Linked DNA regions of Arachis hypogaea: region 2 is linked to region 1. Evidence: chromatin contacts called from public Hi-C data. All regions are on one chromosome and are shown on one strand. Each heading gives the region's core, a stretch centred on a gene start, on an enhancer-like site or on the middle of the called end of the contact. The rest is flanking DNA. Distances are from core to core; before and after follow the strand shown. Region 1 holds the start of LOC112758993 (dirigent protein 17). Region 2 holds the start of LOC112759011 (pentatricopeptide repeat-containing protein At1g79490, mitochondrial).

Region 1 (3,622 bases), core at 775-3,274:
AAGAAGAGGAAGGACTTCTTGCAATCTCAGGTACAATGGCTAGTTGGAAAGCCTTTCCATTCAAGCCAAAGAAACACAGCAACAACTAATGATAATCAACAACCACCAAAGTTTACTAATAATAATCAACAACAAATTTAACTATTCAACCGAAGTTCACTAAATTTTTCTCAGGTTCAACAACTCTAAAAAACCATACAACAGCAGCAACTGCCAGATTCAACAATAATTCTAACTAAAATTTACATCAAACCAGAGAAAGAACAGAAAGAACAGCAACAACAACTCTAAAAAACCAACATTCAACAAATAGAAAGAACAGCAACAACAACTGTAAAAAACCAACATTCAACAAATAGAAAGAACGGCAACAACTCTAAAATTTGCTCAGGTTCAGCAAAATTAGCATCGAATCAGAGAAAGAACAGCAACAACAACTCTAAAAAACCAACATTCAACAAACAGAAAGAACAACAACTCCTCTAAAATTTGCTCAGGTTCAGCAAAATTAGCATCGAATCAAAGAAAGAACAGCAACAACAACTCTAAAAAACCAACATTCAACAAACAGAAAGAACAGCAACAACTCTAAAATTTGCTCAGGTTCAGCAAAATTAGCATCGAATCAGAGAAAGAACAGCAACAACAACTCTAAAAAACCAACATTCAACAAACAGAAAGAACAACAACTCCTCTAAAATTTGCTCAGGTTCAGCAAAATTAGCATCGAATCAGAGAAAGAACAGCAACAACAACTCTAAAAAACCAACATTCAACAAACAGAAAGAACAGCAACAACTCTAAAATTTGCTCAGGTTCACCAAAATTAGCATCGAACCAGAGAAATAACAGCAACAACTCTAAAAACTAAGTAAAACAGCAACAACCACATTCAACAACCATCAGGTTCACCGAAATCAACATTGAACTAGAGAAAGAACAGGGTCGAAAACTTGATCTCACCTGGTTGAGAAGACGACGACCGCCACCACCACCCGAGGGAGCAGATGCTGCTTCACTGGTTCTGACGAAGCGAACGCAGGGTCACGGACTCACAGTGAGAGACCAGAGAGCAACGAGGTGAGAGATCCAGAGACAGAGAGTGACGAACTGACGACGCCGAGTGAGTGACAAACTTACGACGAGGGGAGAGACGAGGTGAGGGTGAGGGGCTGCCGGCGCCGAGCTCGAGAGAGAGACGAGGTGAGGGCGATGGGCTGCCCACTGCCTCGAGAGAGCAGAGACAGAGAGACGAGGGCACGAGGTTGGCTGGGGAGGGGGTGGTTCCACCCAGAGACGAGGCTTAGGGAGTTAGGGTTATTCAAAGAGGGGGTGGGGGGTGGTGGGTCTGAAACACGCCGTTTCAGAAAAAAGAAATTAAAAAAATTAATAACTTGACCCGGACCGAATTGGATTAACCGGCCCGTTCACTAGGTTCGCATAAAACCACCGGATCGAACCGGGTTCAACTGGATCTGTGGCATGGACAGTTCAACGAGTGATTTGGGTTCGGTCAGATGACCGAATTTTCGGTCGAACCAGCCAGATAGAGTCGGATTTGATAACTATGAGAAAAAGTCGCCGGAGGGGGATTAGGTTTGCACTAGTAAAAGAGGGGAAGAGAAGGGATAAGTAAACGACGTAGTTATAGCTAAGACGTATCGAAATTCAGTGCAGATATATTTGGTAATTTGGATTTGACAAGTATTGATCATCATTGTGGCTAATTGAGAATATTGGAAGAAAGCTTAGGGCATGCAATGAGTTCGACAGAGGATAGAACCATCATCTCACTCATCGAATTGACGAATACCTCTCAAGTCTCAAGGCTAGCAATCGGAGAAAGATTGCCAAGCTTTTTTTTTTTTGTTTTGGTCACTAATTGCGAGGCTTCAAACGGTGTGGTGGTTTTTTCCAGTCATGGAGCGGAGTGGTGTTTGTTTCCATTCTTAGGCCTGGGTTGAGGCCCTTTTGCCTTCAGCGAAAAAGAAAATTGAAAACTCATGTCCAATTATGTATGTTGTCTTTTTGCGATGTTAAATAGTTTGATAATTTATTATATTTGATTAAATTATTATTTAATAACATTTTATTTAATTATATATAAATTTTAAAAACTTATTTATTATTATTATTATTATTATTATTATTATTATTATTATTGAACATTCTATGTCCTTATAAACAGAGTAAACCATAAAAAATAGAGTTTGAATATCTATAAGATTTTTGATTCAAATTTTAATATTTTTAATGTATCAATTAAATTTATTGGCTCATCACATGAGGTTATTATTGATAATTTAAATTAGTACTTAAAAAGGTTATCAAAATTATGAGTACTGTTATAATGTAATATTTGAAACATTATTATTTGGATAGGAGTATAAATGTATAATGAACATTTTCTATAGGACCAATATATATGTATTACTATTTTTCTTAATTCTACATCAACAATTGACTTGGACAACTATGGTTAGTTTCTTAACAAATATCTTCTAGACCAAATCAATTTATTATTAAGAATTTATTTACATCAAATTTAAAACTCAAATCAAAGATGCTTAATAGCAATTGAGTAGAAAAATGATTGTGAAGAATATAATATATTTTATTCCATTTCATTGTTATTGTAAAATAATTTTATTGTATAAATTGATTTTGTTATTCTTCTTTTAACAGAGTAATCATTTTTATTTGGATGGATCCCCTTTTTTGTCCAAATTAATTGGAAAAAGTTAATATTCATGATTAATCCGTAATTTGTTGAAAATGATTCAATATACATTGCGTATAATGTTTATAAAGTTTTATGCATAAATCTATTATCAAATTGATTGAATTTGTCGAAGATCATGTTGTTACTACGGTTAGTTTAGTTTTTCTTATTGCTTCTTGTTCATACTCTGTTTCAACACTAAGGTCCAGATCCAAACGAAAAGACCCAGTCCAAAGGATTGAGCCTCATTCCACACCGACCTTTCCCTAAAGAAGTCGGTTCTCACTACGACTTACTCTAAAGAAGTCGATGACGAAGATTAGCTGGCAGATAAACACTCACTCAAATGAGTAACTGCCCCTAAGATCTCTCAACCCACTTCTAGGAACCATATCCCAACTTCCCTAAGATAAAGGGACGGTTATCCACCTTAAAAAGTGGAACTACTTCAACGGTGGTTATTGGCTCACCACTATAAATACACTGACACTCCTCAGGTATCTCTAAGTCCCAATACTCTCTAGATCTGCTCACGCCCTTGCTGACTTAGGCATCAGAGTGTCTTTGCAGGTACCACCCCCATTTACTCGTATTCACAAGTCAGATGGAGGCCCTAAAGACGCGAATCCGCCCGAAGGCTTCCCTCATAGACGATTGGGCCAACCCAGCGAGTCCAGCCCAATAATCTCCGGTTACCCATCGTAACATTGGCGCCGTTGCCGGGGACCCGAGAGATCAACCAGTAATGGCGGACAAATCACCGGAAGATGGTCATACGGCGTCCGATTCCGAGCAGGAAAACCTGGACACCGGAAACAACGATGCGAACCCAACTCCTCACCAGGAGGCCAGCGATCAACATCGAGAAGGCACCTCTGGGTTTAAAAATCTAAAGGTAAA
Region 2 (3,622 bases), core at 304-2,803, 260 kb after region 1:
ATATCTAAATATCAAAGACATTAAAATTTGTTATTAATCATCAAAATAAAATAAAAAACAGCTATATTCAAAAACCTTCAACTACTACTTTGTTGGATCACACTCCCAAATGGTGATTTATTCATTTCTCTCAAGCATCTCTTTTAACAAATAACTTTGTTAGGAGCAATTTTTTAATTAAATAATCAAAGCACAACACAGAAAATACAAAAAATTAAGCAGCACAAAACTTAAGAATGCAAAAACGGCATGAAAAACAGCAGCACAGCAAATAAACATCAATTTTTCAAATTCATGCAAGGCAGAAGATATCATAGTCATGAGCAAAATATATTACAAGATCCTCAAAGAAGCATTCCCAAAATCCAAATGTGGCAACCTCAGCTCCCTAACCCTACAAGCTCCATCTGCAACAAATGATGCTTATGTAAACAAGAATATTGGATTCATTGGTGTTTGTTCTTTATTATTAAAGAGTGACAGGGGACAATAAACCAAACTGCTATTAGCATTCATTGGTGAAATATAAAACAAATGATGCTTGTTTCTTATTAGATTGGGAATATGCTTATGTATATTATAGATAATAGTTTGCATTTGATACAGAAGAGAAACTCATTAGCCATTACAAAAGCTTACCTTTGGATAATGATTGAACTAAGCAGTGAACAAAGTCAAGATAATAAAGAACAAAATCAGCAGTGAACAAAAATCAACAATCAGAACTATCAAGAACAAACACCAACAATCAGCAACAACTGATAATGAATGAATAAACTAAATTATATTAATTCGAAAAACCTAAGAAAACTCAAAACAGAGATCCGCAAGAAATTACTTACGAAAAAATAATGAACAAACAGATTCAGGATTTCAGAGAATGCCCAGGACGAGCATAGATCGCAAGGAGCAAGAATACCAAGGAGTAGAAATTACTTTCTGTGACGATTTATGTAATCTCCTTGCGGCTACAACAACACTACACACAAATCGCAATACAACAGAACAAATCCAAATCAGAAAAATAAAAAATTAAACAGAAAAGAAAAGAAAATCTTTGAAGCAAAGGGATGCAGAGAAACTGAAAGTAGATGAAGAAGAGTGAAGCGAACCATCATGGTGACGAAGAGAGAGGCTTCGGATTCGAAAGGAAGACCAACGACTGACTATTGGGGAGGGGTTGGACTGTTGGTGAATGAGAGGGGTTGGACTGTTGGACTGTTGTGCCTAAGCGCGACGGACGGCAGCAGAAGAGCGGCTGAGCAGACGAATACGATGACGACGAAGACACGACAGCGCAGCAGCTGGAAGCCTCGAATAGCGAAGTCACCGCGGGAATGGACGACGTGCCGAGCTAGAAGAGAAGGTCTGGCCATGTAGGCTTGGGACAGGGGAAGGAGGAGGCCGCAGAGACACCGACAACCACGGACGGCGGCGGCGGTTCTGTTGATGAAGCTGGGGTTTTTGGTCTGGGATTAGGGCTTGATGTTGATGGTGTGTATCGAAGGAGGGGTTTTGGTCCGGTCCAACAGGCCGGTTACTGGCCAGTTTAACGGTATTTCAGCGGTTTAAAGAAGGCGGTTTTAGAAGGAGAACCGGATCGTTTTTCATGCCAGTTCCCGATTGAACTGGTTCTATCGGTCGGTCCGGTCCAATTTTCAGAACATTGTCACCAATACAAACAGTTTCTGTGTTTCATAATTTACCGATCATAGAGTAGAAGATATCATTCTGATTTGATTTGCCATGTCACCATTTTCATGCATATATTCACCAAGAAATTAAATAAAATACACCAGATAAAAGAGGGGGGTTGGAGGAAAAAAAAACAGCAAAGTTCACAAATTAATTAAGAACAATTATTCAACAATTATTCAACCTATTATTCAACCTAGTAATTCACAAATTAATTAACAATTATTCAACCCATAACAAGTTCACAGACTATTCAACAATTATTGTTAAAAGAATACCTAGAAGCTAGAAGCAATGAAGCATAGAACAGAGCTTGCGCCGGCGACGGTGGAAGAGAGCTTCGCGATGGAGGTAGGAGGCAAGCCTGGCGATTGTGCTTCCATTGCTGAGAGTCTGAGACGTTAGCTGCACGAGCAGGAGTGAGGGACCGAGTGAGCTTCGAAGCTCTAACTTGCAACGGCGTCAGGACCAGTCCGACGGCTGAACGAAAGGGAGGGACTGAGCTCACCACGTTTAGAGGAACGACCAGCTCGAGGGTGATGGGAGGGACGAGGGAAAGAGTGTGTGCTGCTGCTACGCCGTTGGAGACCTGGAGTGAGTTAGGGTTGGTAAGGGTTGGGGGTGTTACTGGTTAAGGATCATAATGCTAAACTGCTGCATTTTGGCAATTTTTGGGCAAAATAAGAAAACCGGCCGGATCCCGGTTCGGTTTGACCGATTGGTTACTAGCCGGGTTAGCAGTTCAACTCCGGTTTTCAATTTTTGCGGTTTTGGCATCTAACCAAGGTTGTGAGAACTGAACTGGTCAATAAACCGGTGAGGTCAATGGTTCAATGATTTACCGGTTCGACCGAAATTCAACCGGTTTAATTAAATATTAAATACAATTATTATAAAACATATATATAATTTTAAATAGATAAATTCAATAATTTCTAATTTAATAAAATTCAAAATTTCACATAATAAATTATCCATAATTTAATATTAGAAGTTCACAAACAACTTCAAATATCAAAGTTCATAACTAAAAACAACAAGAACGCACATAATGACAAACACATAATGTTCTACTATCAAAAGAAACAATTACTAACAAGTTTTCCTTTAATCAAAGCAACTCATCAAAAATCATAATCATCAGATTTACCTCTAGAAGAACCAGTTTGAGAATCTTGAACAGCATTATCTTGTGGCTGTGCATTACTTTGTGATTGTTCCATCGGTAACATAGAACATAAACCCCAGCAACCAATAAGCTCAACAACCAATAACAAATAAATTAAGCTTAGCAACAAAAATCCTCAGCAACCAATAAGCTCAGCAAACAATAAGCTCAGCAACCAAATCATGAATAGAATAACAATAAGCTCAGCAAGCAAATAATAACTGATCTTGTCTGTGAAATAGATCGGTTTTAACTACCCAGTATCCGCCGAGCAATATACTTGGAGGCTGAACGTCCAACTCTTGAATCCGAGCTTTTCTCCGTGTTGTATGAGAGTACGAGCAATGAAAAAGGGGGGAGTGTACCTGCAAAGGCACTCCAATGCTTAAGTCAGTATAGCGTTAAGTTCAGAACTTGAAATCAAAGAAATGCTTTACCTTTCTTTTATAGAGAATTCTTTGTCCGTTATATTTTAGGTGATAAATTGTCGGTTTCTGAGATGATTAGCTTTTTAACCGATCTTATTATGCCGTTTGAGACGTCGGTTATGATAAGAGTATTGATGTCACCGAGTTATAGCTCATAAAATCCGAGTAATAACGGAAAATGACGAGTTATGGTGACTGCCAATAATGGTCATGAGGCCGAGTTATAGCTCGTATAAATGACGACCATATCACAGCCCCCAAGCTTAGCCTGAGGGAAGTTTTTTAATGAAGCAGGTTGAGCTTATATGATGAGTTATAACTCGGTTAAGTG

The links. Hi-C and Micro-C count contacts between places; a contact is called where the count stands out from the background.
Region 2: a Hi-C map of leaf shows a contact between it and region 1, with 5 times the contacts expected there. The contact joins the promoter of LOC112759011 here to the promoter of LOC112758993 in region 1. A contact is called at or near these places in 3 of 8 Hi-C or Micro-C datasets (all in leaf).

What each region holds. Positions count from the first base shown.
Region 1 is chr16:34,806,442-34,810,063 of arahy.Tifrunner.gnm2.J5K5, forward strand. LOC112758993 (dirigent protein 17) reads right to left here and starts at 2,025. Exons shown (of 2, transcript XR_011874194.1): 1 at 964-2,025.
Region 2 is chr16:35,067,796-35,071,417 of arahy.Tifrunner.gnm2.J5K5, forward strand. It overlaps LOC112759011 (pentatricopeptide repeat-containing protein At1g79490, mitochondrial), which reads right to left and starts at 1,554. Exons shown (of 4, transcript XM_072220208.1): 1 at 1,113-1,554; 2 at 843-979; 3 at 1-407.